Linked DNA regions of Mus musculus: region 1 is linked to region 2. A link is a contact called in public promoter capture Hi-C data. All regions are on one chromosome and are shown on one strand. Each heading gives the region's core, a stretch centred on a gene start, on an enhancer-like site or on the middle of the called end of the contact. The rest is flanking DNA. Distances are from core to core; before and after follow the strand shown.

Region 1 (6,828 bases), core at 3,253-5,752, 2.1 Mb after region 2:
TGTCCGCTGCTACTGACACCAAGCCCCAAGCTCCTCTGTAAATGCCTGGTACACTGTGCCCTGTAAAGAGACGTACTTGAGTTTTGAAGGTCTCCTCAATATCAGCACTCAGCGTGCTCCACTTGTCAGCTTCCTGAAGAGATTCCGCAGCAAGCTGCATCCTGGACTTCACCTGGTCAATCTCTACCAGCACCTGAAAGAGAGACCATGTGCGCAGTCAAGCCATGGTCCCCTTGTCTCTGCCCACACCACCCTGAAACAGTGGTTTGAGAGTCTTCTTACCCTTCACCCCACTCATTGGCTGAGAAGATAAGTTAGGTGCCAAGGTGACCTGAGCTCCGGGGAGAGTTCTGAGTTCTAAATCCCCGTGAGCCAGATCACCTGCAGAACAGAAAGACCCACAACGGGGACAGAAGCCAAAGTACCTGCATGGACTGTGACGTGTCCTGCTCAAACTTTTTAATGTCCTCTTTGACAAGAATCATTTGCTCTTTCAGGAAAGACGCCTCCTGCTTCAGGGCTTCCACATCACGGAGCACTTTGGGCATGTTCTGGAGGGCCTGGAGACTTGTTTCTGCCGCGAAAATTCAAGAGTGGCAATGTGTACAAGCAGTGGAAACTGGCGCTGGTACAGTGGGAGATCATCACACATGGGAACAGAAAAGAGACTTCCCAGATAGCATTACCAATCAGCTTTAAGAAACTGCCGGGAACGTGTGGCAAAGCTGGGGTCAGCGAGGTGACCTCAACCAGACCATGACATCAGAAATGAGCAACCAACATCAACTTGACCCAAGACCAACAAAAAGAATGAAGGGCTGGGCGTGGTGGCGCACGCCTTTAATCCCAGCACCTGGGAGGCAGAGGCAGGCGAATTTCTGAGTTCAAGGCCAACCTGGTCTACAGAGTGAGTTCCAGGACAACCAGGACTACAGAGAAACCCTGTCTTGAAAAAACAAACAAACAAAAAATAATAATAAAAAAAAAAAGAATGAAGGACACAGATGTGGTATTTATTGTGTGCCAGTAAGCCCAACCCTTAAGAAGCTGAGGCAGAAGGATTACTGGGAAAAGTGATGCTATCTTAGGCTATATAAGGAGTTCCAGGCCTGCCTGTATTACAATAGAATGACTCAAAGAAACAAGAACTATGCTGGACAGTGATGATGCACGCCTTTAGTTCCAGCACAGTGGAGCAGAAGCAGGTGGATCTCTGTGGATCTGAGGCCAGCCTGGTCTACAGAATGAGCTCCAGAGTAGCCAGGGTTACCCAAAGAAACCATGTGTCAAAAGCAAAGCAAACATACATACATACATACATACATACATACAACAGCAAAAAAGAACCCGGGGGCTGACACAACAGCAAATGACTGCTCAAAGTCTAAGAACAATTACAGCTCTATCAGAGGAGAGAATTTGGATGGGGTCCATAACTGTAGCTCCAAAGGATCTGAAAACCATCCTGGCCTCTGTGTGCATCTGATCATGCGCATGAGTGCATCATGATCACACACACACACACACACACACACACACACACAAAGAAAAATAAATGTTAAAACAAACAAAATCCTCCAAGGCAGTACTTAGCGACAGGCGACAGTGCTCAGTGGCAGTGCTCAGTGACAGTGCTCTGTGGCAGTGCTCAGTGGCAGTGCTTAGCAGCAGTGTTCAGTGAGAGTGCTCAGTGGCAGTGCTTAGCAGCAGTGTTCAGTGAGAGTGCTCAGTGACAGTGCTTAGCAGCAGTGTTCAGTGAGAGTGCTCAGTGACAGTGCTCAGTGGCAGTGCTTAGCAGCAGTGTTCAGTGAGAGTGTTCAGTGACAGTGCTCTGTGGCAGTATTCAGTAGCAGTGCTCTGTGGCAGTACTCAGTGACAGTACACCTGTCAAGCACTGCATGAGTTTAGCTTCTATTTGCTTGCCACAGTCTTCTTCCTTTCTACCAAGGAAAACAACCTATCTCGTGGTTTCCCTTAGTACATGTGTATACTTTTGGAAAGCTAAAGTGTACTCATATATATAAAATAAATAAGTCTTTAAAAAGGAAGAGTTTCCCAAGGGTTGGGATTACAGACACATGCTACCACCCCTGTGGCTACCACCCCTGTGTCCTTCATTCTTTCTGGTCACCTGAAGGTCCTGGGTCAGGTTGATGCTGATGGTTGACTCTGAAGCACAGTGCCATCCATCATTCTACAGGGGACACGGCCCTGGTCAAGGTCACCTCACTGACCCCTGTTTTATCAGAAACTCTCTGCTGCTTTAAATCACCCTGGGTTCAATGTTAGAAAAAAGGTGTATTTGTCAAGTGACCTTGAAATATGGTTTTAATTTTTCAATGAACGGGATTGTAGACATCTTTAATAGGTATTCATCCAAAATAAGTTGCTGATACGAGTCTCTACAGATCACGGACCATCAGAGATGGCACAAATGAACACTTCAACTGTCTGCACGTAGAGCATTGGAAATGAAAGTCTAGGAACTCTAGCCAGAGCTGGCTGGCTGGTATACTCTGAAGCGGGTCAGGTTCTTCAAAGTGGAACCAAGGGCAGGGGACATGCCTGGGCTACCAATGAAAACAACCTGTCTCATGCTTTCCCTTAATACATGTGTATACTTTTGGAAATTCATAAGGTAAATGCCGTTCTCCCTAGGTGCTGTGGTTGCCATAGTGATGAACATGAAGACGGAATCACACACAAAGCCCAGGTGCTTGACAAGTTTAGGGGCCCATGAGGATATATGTATAAAAAATGGACCTGGCTGCTAAACTTGAAGCCCACTGCAACAGACTAGAGGCATGAACACCACGGTCTCCAGTTTCCTGCTAGCCCTGTGTTCTTAGGCCTGAGCATGTTTTAGCATCGGCTAGCCTCTTATCTGGTAAGTGTGGGACAGGGCCCATGGCTGCATCCTTAACACCTCAGAACACGAGGATGTGGGTCCCAGGAGCCACTAAGAAGCACTAGCCTGCTTTTTCGCTGCTCCCACACACATGCAGATGTGGGGAAAATATGCCTGGAAACCAAGCTGCAGCACCATAACCCAGGCTATCTATGTGGTACTGTGTCCTCAACACAGTGAAGCAGCAAGGAGGAGCACTGATTCAGCAACATATATTCTCTCTTTCTCTCTCATTCTCTCTCTCTCTCTCTCCCCCCCCTCTCTCTCGTCTTCTCTCTCTCATTCTCTCTTTCTTCCTCTCTCTCGCTCTCTCTCTCTCTCACACACACACAGTTAAAGTCTTCATTCAGGATGGCCCATCTTCCTTAGCTTACAAAGATATATTAATGGATTTGTGTCATTCTCATATACTGCTAAATACTAGGACCAGTTAACTATTAAATGCTCTCAAAAGTGACTCTTTATGCCAGGCATGACAGAACATGTCTATAATCCCAGAATTTCAGAATCAAAGGCATGAAGATCAAGAGTTCAAGGTCACCCTCCATCATAGAGCAAATTCAAGGCCAGTATGGGTTACATGAGAGTCTATCTACCCCACCACCTCCAAAAGGCCTTCTTTCAAGATTTATTTTTTAATTACATTCACCCATGTTTGTCTGTGTGTCAGTATGTGCATGTGAGTGTTTATGCCCAAGGAGGCCACTGAATCCCATGGAACTGGAGTTACAGGTAGTTGTGTGCCAACTGATGTGGGTGCTGAGAATTAAGTTTAGGTTCTCTACAAGAGTAGTAACCACTGAGCAATTACTCCAAACCCAAAGAGCTTTTTTTGGGGGGGGGGGGCACATATCTGTAATGCCAGAATTAGGGAAGCTGGGGCAGAAGGCGAGTTTGAGGCGAACCTAGGCGACAGAGTGAGACTGTAAATAAGAAGGGGGAAGGAGAAGGAAGAGTAAAAGAGCGTGCGAGAGCCGGCGAGAGCGATCCTATAGCCTAGGCCGGCCTCGAACTCACTTTGCAACTGAAGCTGGCTTTGAATTCCTGACCGTCCAGCACCACCTCCCCAGTGCGGAAATTAACGGCGGTCGCCACCACTCCCAGATTGTTATTATTATTATTATTGGGGTTTTTTTTTTGTTTTTAGTTTTTAGTTTTTAAAGGAAATGTTATGGCATCGTCGGACGTGAACACCAAAGCCTAGACCTAACTCAGACTACTGCAGGGCTCGCTTTCCCACCAAAGGAGAGGCTTGGCCCCTGGGCCCGGTCCTGCAGTCGGGTGCCGGGGCGGGCGGGTGGGCGTCTGCGTGGCTCACCCTCCACGGCGTGGTTCACCTCCTGGATGAACAGCTGCAGCTTCATTACCAGGGTGGCTGCGTGACCGTCCGCCTTCCCCGCCGCCCCGTCTTTGGGGCCGGCTCTGAAGGCCGCATTAATCCAGTCCTTCACGTCGAAGTCGTCAGCCAGGAACTTGGAGAAGTCCATGGCGCGCGGTCTCCGGGTTGGCGCCGAGCGACACCGCCTTCGGGACACCCGTCGAAACCCACCAAGCTTTACTTGCCGCCCCGTCAGCGCACTCGCGCCGAGGCCGAATGTCCCTCGTCGCGCGCCGTACTTCTTCCGGAAGTCGGTGCCTATTACCATAGCAACTGTTCCTGTTAGAGCAGCGAGCTTCGCGCAGTCCGGACAGGTACGACAGTTCGTTTTCTGCTCTTATTTGTCGAGCAGTAAACTAAGTAAACGCGTGTTTCCTCAAGACTAGAAGATTGACGTCTGAGAAGGGAGCAGCTGAGAAATATAAACTCTGTATGTAGGAGTAATGTTGCTAGTTTTCCGTCCTCACTAAATGCATACAGCAGTTTGGGTTTTTTGGTTTTTTGGTTTTTTGGTTTGGTTTGGTTTTGCTTTGAGACAGGGTTTCTCTGTGTAGCCCTGGCTGTCCTGGAACTCACGTTGTAGACTAGGCTGGCCTCGAACTCAGAAATTCGCCTGCCTCTGCCTCCCGAGTGCTGGGATTAAAGGTGTGCGCCACCACGCCCGGCAGCAGTTTGGTTTTTTTTTTAATTTTATTTTATTTTATATGGAGTGTTTTGCCTCTGTATGTGTGTGACCCACTTGCCTGTCTGGTGCGGGCAGAGGCCAGATGAGAATGAAAGATCTCCTGGAAGTGGGATGTTACATGTGGTTATCAATGCTGGGAGTGGAACGCAGGTCCTCTGGAAGAGCTGCCAGTACTATTAACCGCTGGACCATCTCTCCTCATAGATTTCTATAGATTTGATAATGGTCTCCCCTAACTCTGGTCTAATTTCAGTAATCTTCAATAATCTTCAAAAATTACTTTTCCTCCAATTCTTCCACTCATTTTCCATCATTTTCTTTACTAGTTAGGTTTTTTCTTTCTTTCTACCTTTCTTCCTTCTTCCTTTCTTTCTCCGATTTTTTTTTTTTTTTTTGCTCTTGTCTAGTATAGCAAAGTAGAGGATGTTGTTGTTGTTGTGAGGATGTTGTTGTTTGTTTGTTGTTTTTAAAGACGGGTTCCGTTCTTCTATCCTAGAACTCAAACCCATGCCTCAAAGATCGAACCTCCCACATGCTGGGATTTCTGGCTTAAGCCACCACTGCATGTTCTAGCGTTGGTTTCTAATTTAATTCCGTGTATCAGGAACACATATTATGACTCTGTTCTAAATGTACAGAGACTTGCTATGGCCTTAATATTTGTCTGTCATGGAGAAGAGTATATGTGCACTTAAAAATATGTACAGTACCCAAAAGGAGGACATGGTGTTGTGGGGAATGGATACAGCTAAAGGTAATAAGCAAAAGAAGCCAGAAGACGAAGTTCACGTTTTCTCTCAGTTCTGGATCCAGATTGTATAAACACCTAAAAGAATATCTAACATGAGAGCAGAGGAAAGACACGGGAGGAAAAAGAATGGAAGGTGGAGGTGGGAAAGAGGGAAGATATGCAGAAGGGAACAGGGGTAAAATGCATAGTACAGTTAGGTAGATTGTCTTTATGAAACACAGCACTATGGACATGAATATTCAATATAAAGAAGAGGAAGCAGAGAAGGGAGGAAGAAAATCACATGTCTGACTTCATGTGGTGATACACGCCTGCAATCCCAGCACTGGGGATGCAGAAAGAGGAAGATTCCTTAAGTTTGAAATCATTTAGGCATACGTAGCAAGACCCTGTCTCAAAAACAAACCAAACAGCAAAAAAGAAATATATAGTCGGGTGTGGTGCCACACGCCTTTAATCCCAGCACTCGGCAGGCAGAGGCAGGTGGATTTCTGAGTTCGAGGCCAGCCTGGTCTACAAAGTGAGTTCCAGGACAGCCAGGGCTATACAGAGAAACCCTGTCTCAAAAAAAAAAAAAAAAAAAAAAAAAAAAAAGAATAAGAAAAGAAAGAAATATATGCAGTCATTGAATAAGTGTTCCATGTATTTTAGTAAAGATGATCATTAGTGTCCTTCAAAACATATGTCCTTGATCATCTTCTGAGTTGTCCCACCAATTGCTGCTGAAAGACTAAGTTTCCAACTCATTATTGTTAGCTGGGCACACACCTTTCAATGCTCAGGAGGCAGAGGCAGGCCAAGGGGAATTCAAGGCTAGTCTGGTCCTCAATGTGAGTTCCAGAACAGCCAGGGGCTGTATAAAGAGACCCTGTCTCAAAAAACAAACAAACCAACCCACGGGTGGAATTCATCTTGTTGTACTGCCACTTTTCTGCCCAGCTGCATTTATTTTTGCTTCAGGTTCTTCAGGGCTCTGATATTAGGTATATGTGCATTTGTAACTTTTATCTTCCTTAAGTACTAACCTAATATCATCATCAAGTACACCTTTATCTCTGAAACAAAGCTTGTTCTCTGGTTTACCTGGCTAATTTTTTGAGTATATT
Region 2 (6,776 bases), core at 2,858-5,357:
AAGAGTAATTATAAGTTATCAAGAGTTAGGGAAACAGGAGTTACCACATAATTACCACTGTTTCGATCTGAGTTACTACTTCTTCACCTCAAAACAACTGGCAGTCAGTGTACAATCAACTCTCCTCACTACAGAACGCATATCAAGACAGTAGTAAAATCAGATTAACTTTAAACCAGCTACTGAAATGAAAAACAACCTGCCCACAATTCCAAGGGCAGGTGGCACCAACTGGTTCTTTGGGTTTTCACCTTTAATTAGAATGTGCTCAAAGTTCCCCAAACCCTAAGAAACAAACTGACTGGCACCTTAGGTCAAAAGGCCACTTCAGCTCCAAGACTCCAAATTCACTTAGATTTAGATTCATTTCCCAAACACAATTAGCAGTCGATGTACGGTTTTAAGGGCTTCTCAACATGTTCAAGTTCCCCACCCCCCAACACTCCCACCCCCACTCACATCTCTATCCCCTACAAACTAGCTGATGAAATGTCAGCCTAGATGATATTTTTGTACTTGAATTGTAATAAATCATTGACATGAAGAGGGATAGTAGACTGCTTAACACCAAATAGAGCACTGTCTGCCCAGTAATAACACACAAAGTCAAGGCCAAGCTGTTTAATACATGCCAAGTCCTAAGAGTTCACACTAGTCAGTTACCTGCAAACTAAGATCTGCTGTTTGCATTCAAACAGGCTGCATCCTCCCTTACCCCAGGACAACCCAGAAAGCTCCACCCAGTTCTGAAGAGCCACTTTCAGGTAGCAGTAAAGTACTAAAACATAACCCAAGAGACGGGGCTACTGTTTCTGATTTGTCTTTACCAAACACCAAAAGGTTTCATGTAACATTTTAAGACTGGGTTTACTATAAACTGTCTAAGCAACAGTTATGCCTCTCAAATACACAGCTCAAAAGACTGATTCAAAGAATGCTACAGTCACTTTTGTGAGGTTGAGAAGGGAAGAAAAATACTATTTCATCTTCGCCTAATGTGATACAGCACAAGAGGGCCAAATCCAAGCGATATATTGATAAGGCCTCTCTGTTGAACATAAGGTTGAACTGGAGATGAATGCCCCCAACGGAAGGCAAAAGTAGTGACACCCGAGTTACTGCCAACCCAAAGATGGTGACAGAATGGAAATGGGCCCCACAATAGTCCTTATCTAATGTAATCCAGAGTGAACTTTTAGTACCAACCTACCTCTCAGTGGAATATTATTACTCACTAGGAGGCCAAGGCAAGTGCAGAACTATTGCAACACAAATGCTGCCTGGCCAAAGCAAAAAAAAAAAAAAAAAAAAAAAAAAAAAAGAAAAGAAAAGAAAGAAAGAAAGAAAGAAAGAAGCTCAGCTTTGGATGGTCATCAGCAGAATTAACACATGCCCAGTTCTTTACCCTTAAGTTTACACGGAGATGGAAGATATAGGACACATTCAAAGTACTTACTATGCATATACAGCAAAATATTTTACGGGACCAGGTATGCCCTCTCCTCTCAGCTAGGTGAGCTCCCTTTGTCTCTAACAGTCCAAAAGAACGTGCAAAAATAATCATAAATGCTCTAGGAAGGGCAACAGAATGAACCAAAAGGACTCTTTCTGTTTCTCCTCCTCCTTACTCATCTTTCTTTCGTCTAACTAATAAGCCCCAACTCTACTCTTCTGACCCTATTTCTTTCAACTTTTTACTCCCTAAATCTACACCCCACCCCCACTCTCTTGTCCCTAGAACTTGCCAAGTTCATTCCAGTGAGTTTCTGCACAAGCTGTTCCCTAAACCTCCAAGAGTTCTCCCTTCATCTCTGCATGGCTGGCTCCTTTTCGTTTAAAGTTCTGTTTAAGCAGGAAGGTCTCCCTCCATTGCGTTCCAGGCACACACTCTAGCCTATCACTCATTTTTCTCCAGCATTCAATCAAGATCAGATTTGCTGACAATCAAAATCAGATTTGCTGATTTATCATTTCTGTCCTCACCTCCCACTCTGATAAACTCCTTGAGAGAGGACCCTTTTTGCTTGTGTTCACCTTTGTACACTCACTGTCTGAAACACTGGCTAGCACTTTAATAGCAGTTTGAATGAATTTTGGACTTGTCATTGAATGACAAACTAGGTTCCAAATGAATTAAAGTGAGACAGCTAGCAGTAACTCTTCTGCTATATTTCTGTAATAAACATCATTACTTGTACAATCAAGGCGTCAAGTCTTCTGTTTTATCGGGCCCTGATAAATGCGATGGGACTCTCTTCCCACCATCAGAACATCTGCTATGATAAGCCTAGTGATACTGCACAACAAATTCAGTTAAAGAGCAACACGTTTGCACTTTCTAGTCAAAGGACCCCTAAAATCTCGCACTCTTTCTTAACGCATAAAGTTTCTTAAAAGACAGTTCCATAATTAACAGAGAATTTCTTCTTTTAAAATGTATCAACACCAAAACAAGATTCATTAACACTTCACTCTGGAATCTCTGACAGCCTAGAAGAGGCACTACTTACTCATGATGGGGTGTTTGTTTGTTTGTTTGTTTTTTAAACAATATGAGAGAGTTCTTTCCAATCAGTCTTTCTTTTTTTTCAGACATTTCTATACCCATTATGCACTGTGTTTTGCTAAAAGCATAAGCACATATCACACTGTCTCTTCTACGACCACCTATACACAAGGCATCGGCTAAATAAGATAAAAAAATCAAGCTGATTGTAAGACATACAAATCGAGACAGGCATAAAAGAGCTATTGTCCAACTGTAGAAACAAAAACAGTAATATAGGGTTTTCTGTTCTCTGAAGTGCATCATGAAGTGTGGGTGGAGAGAAACACAGAAATCCAGAATTAGCCTAACATCAAATCATTTTTGGAAAGAGTTGACAACATGTAAATTCCTCACATATAAAGTATTTAGAGCGAGAGACCTTGATTCCTGGGCTATGAAGCCACTTATGATGCCTTGGAAGAGCTCTGGAATTCTAGTATTCATAAAAGAAAATGTTCATTATAATCGGGAGCCAGGCGGCGTTGTGAGGTACTCCCCAATGTGACACAGACCATAACTGAAGTACTACAAAGCTTGCAGTTAGGAGCTGGGATAGAGGCTGAACACCAAATTCAAAAGAGGTAGCTGAGGTACTAAGTGCCACAAAGGGGAGAGGGTGTCCACGACTGCCACTTAACCACAGAGAATTAAAGTATGAAACAGAGGTGTGTATGAGGGGAGATAAGAGATGGGGATGGAAAAAACAATACATTTGTCATCCCGTCCCACTTCCTAAACAGGATATAGGCAAACCCTCCAGCCCCATTACCTCAGGCACAGATGGTTATCGTTTATAGCAAAGGTGCACTGAAAGGCCTTCAGGTCTGAGCCCCTTAATTCCAGAGCTGTTAACGATTACAGAAAAGGATGGGGGTGGGGAGAAAAATCAGGGAGGGAGCTGCAGATTCACCCACCACCTCCCCCTTGGGCTCCTACCTCACGGCTCTTACCCTGGACTTTCAGCTCAGAGTCTGCAGACCCTCCCCGGGGATCTACAGCCCCAGGTCCCCAGGCCCGGGATTGAGGGGTGCTGGCGATGGACAGGCAGGGACAGTAGGTAAGTTTTCGGAGCCTTGCGCTTGACAAGCCACAGGCTCCCCTCACAGCCTCTTCTTCCAGAGGGACCAGTCCAGACAAGGCGCTGATATGCACTCCTCCCTTTCCACCACCACCCCCTTTCTCGAAGGAACCGAACCCCCGCCCCTTCATCTCTCAACGCTCCCCCCTTTTCCTCAACTCCCCCCCTCCAAACTCACAGCTGCTCCAGAGGTTCCTCCAGTCAAACCCTTTCTGGAAACGACGGCGGCCCGGCGGGTCCAAACTACCTACCATCCCCGCTTGCGTTTCCAGGCTCCCTACCCCCGCCGCCGCCGCCTTTTCTGCCACCGCGGCCGCCGCCTCCTCCTCATCTGCAGCCCACCGGCGGCGGCCGCCCCGAAGCCCCGCCCCCTCCATTGCCTCCTGCATCATCACTTCCGGTAACCCCGCCGGCCGCTGGCTCGAGGAGGGAGAGAATGGGAGAGGGGCGGGGACAGGAACGAGGAGGGTGACGTCACGACGTACGCGAGGACGTCCGAAGCCGTCTCCAAGTAAGGGCAAGGCGGGGAGCGGCGGAGGGTGGGCTAGGAGCTGGGCCAGGCCATTTTCTGACTAGAAATGGGGCAAGGGGATAACGAAAGGGTGAAAGGGAAGGCTGGAGGAGAGGGAGGTTAGCTCAGTTGTTGAGTGCGGCGGGGAGTCGGCTAAATCTGGAAGTTTCAGGAGGTTTGAGACGACCTCTAACCTGGGCCTCATGCTAACACAGCGGTCCGCCCGGTGGTTTGGCCCGGCCTGGCCTACTGGACCTGCTGGATACAGCCCGGTGTGGCCAAGGCTCGGCAGAGCTCCTGGCACCGCCTCTTCCCAGCCGGCTCCTGTGGGTGGGGAAAAGCAGGAGTGACGCTGAGTGAGTGTAAGGATGGAGACGCCGGCTCCAGTCGCGGGGGACTGGGGAAAGGGGTTGGCTTCCCAGGGCCAGGGATGAGATGCCGGTGTGGGGTTGCTAGGAGACGCGCCTGTATGACCCCAGCCTCGCGAGGGCGACTGGTGTCATCGCTGCTGGCCTCGGGAGACCTGCCTAAGGGAACTGGCACGTGGGAGAGATCCTGCCTGGGACCCTTCAGACTTTTCGATTATAAATGGAAGGCGACGGGGCAGTTGTAGGAGGCTGGAGAGGTGCTGGCCTTGAGAAAGGCCACCCAAACGATCCCGGATGTAGGAATCAGACTTCAGGTGATGATGAAGGCTAGTTTCATTACTAAGATGAGCAAATGACAAAATGAAGGAAGTCTTGTTTCTGAACTTTTCATTAATAAGTAAATGAATGCAGAGAATAGCAGCTGCCCCAGAAGCTGAATGGTGTGGTGAGAAGGCCTCTTCCAGGTTTAAGAGGAAAAGAGAATGGGAGAAGGAACTGCCTTGTGGGTAACATTTTAAACAAAAGGCAGACGAGAAAGAAGTCTTGGAGTTGCAGAAATAGCAAGGTTTTGGCCTTTGTATTACTTCCCTGAAGTGTAATGAATGACCAAACCTTAATTTACATTTAAAAAAATTGCTGCTGGATAAAAGAAGGTAGTTAAAGGGCTGTTGCTAAGGCCATGAGAGATGACAGTGGTGGAAACATGGAAATTAAGAGAATTGATTCATAATGTATTTGGGAGCTTGAGCATTCCAGACTGAATGCTGAACTGGATACGAAATGTATGGGAGAATGTGAAACCAAAGATGTTTCTCTAGAGAAAACAGTTTGGGAAGGAATCTCCTATGCTCTCTGGAACGTATGTCCAGAGTCATTTTACAGCCCATGAAGATGTCCAGAAATGAGACGGACAAGCTGGAAGACAAGTCATGGTTGGAGATAATAAATGTGGGGTTTATTCCTAGACCCTGGAATAGGTAGTAGATGAGAAAGAGCCCCAAATTCTTTAGATCTCACATTTAGAGACCACCAAGAAGGGTACAAGCCAGTAGGAAGCTCAATAAGAACACCTCAAAAATAAGGAGTCCCCCTTAATATCGTTAAACAATAGTATCCACCCTCACAATCAGTGAGAGTCACCTTTTGAGGGCCTCAAATCTCTTCCTGCTCTCCCAGCTGTCAAAGCTTTTGGACTTGGTGTACAAGAATGTGTGTGCACTCCTGATTTCCTTGATAAATGTTGGTTTACATGAGCCCATTGGGATCTATTTTGTCATATCTTCGTAGGAACACCTTATACGATACCAGCCCTGGAATTCTTGTTTGGTTTGTTGTGTGATTGTGCATGTTTTCTTTCTCATGTGTTATAGACCGAGCTAGCCTCAAACTCAAGAGATCCACCTGTCTCTGCCTCCCTGTCTGGAGGGCTGGAATTAAAAGGTGTGCACGACCACACCCATCTCAGCCTTGGAATTCTTACAAAAGGAGTTTTGTCCCTGCTGCTACCGATGCCACTCACATAGTGAATCTCAATGAAAAGGGTATCTGAAGGGCTGGGTTTCATTCTTGGATCTGCTGGGTGGCCTTGGAAAAGGTCCTGTTCTTCGAATTGATAGGGTTGGCCTAGATTAAAAGTTGCAAGCTGGCAAGACAGATAATGCCTGCAAGCATAGTGTTCAGCCCGCAGCATGATTTAAATTCTTCTTTCTTAGACTATGCTTGCCAGTTTTTAAAAATTGAACATCAGAATCCAGATTTTTGGCTTCATTAGGAAAATCGGACAGTCTGGCAACACCAGTCTGAGGTTCCTAGAATCCTACACAGCTGAAACTGCAGAGTTGCTTATCCTTTGTTTGTGGCTTATGCCCCAAGTGAGCCATAAGCATCTCCCCTCACACCCACTCCCAAGCTGACATTTGATTTGTAATTGACCTGAGAACCTTGCTGTCTGTATGTAGCTACTTAACACATGTGACTAAGTTTAAATAACAGTTCTTAGACACATATTCCAGATGTTCAGTAGCTGCATGTGGCTGGTCTCTGCCCTGTTGGGTAAATCAGACAGAAGAGTTTTACCATAAACTGTTCTTTTGTTCAATGTTGGATTGAAACACTGAAAAAAAAAAAATTAAGGCCTCTCTGAGTGCCAATCATTCCTCACTCGTAAAGCCAGACAATCATTGTTTCTGCTCTTGGGACAGGCTAGTGAGGAGCCATTTGGACTGATAAATAAAATTCCTCAGTTGGTAACTAGAGAGTCCTTGGAGAATG

Evidence for each region. Promoter capture Hi-C pulls out the DNA fragments that hold promoters and counts their contacts.
Region 1: a promoter capture Hi-C map of pre-B cells shows a contact between it and region 2. The contact joins the promoter of Cog7 here to the promoter of Lyrm1 in region 2.

What each region holds. Positions count from the first base shown.
Region 1 is chr7:121,977,191-121,984,018 of GRCm38.p6, forward strand. It overlaps Cog7 (component of oligomeric golgi complex 7), which reads right to left and starts at 4,503. Exons shown (of 17, transcript NM_001033318.3): 1 at 4,227-4,503; 2 at 426-574; 3 at 77-193. The coding sequence starts at 4,395.
Region 2 is chr7:119,891,754-119,898,529 of GRCm38.p6, forward strand. It overlaps Lyrm1 (LYR motif containing 1), which reads left to right and starts at 4,108. Exons shown (of 4, transcript NM_001285959.1): 1 at 4,108-4,137. Dcun1d3 (DCN1, defective in cullin neddylation 1, domain containing 3 (S. cerevisiae)) reads right to left here and starts at 3,992. Exons shown (of 3, transcript NM_001163703.1): 1 at 3,805-3,992.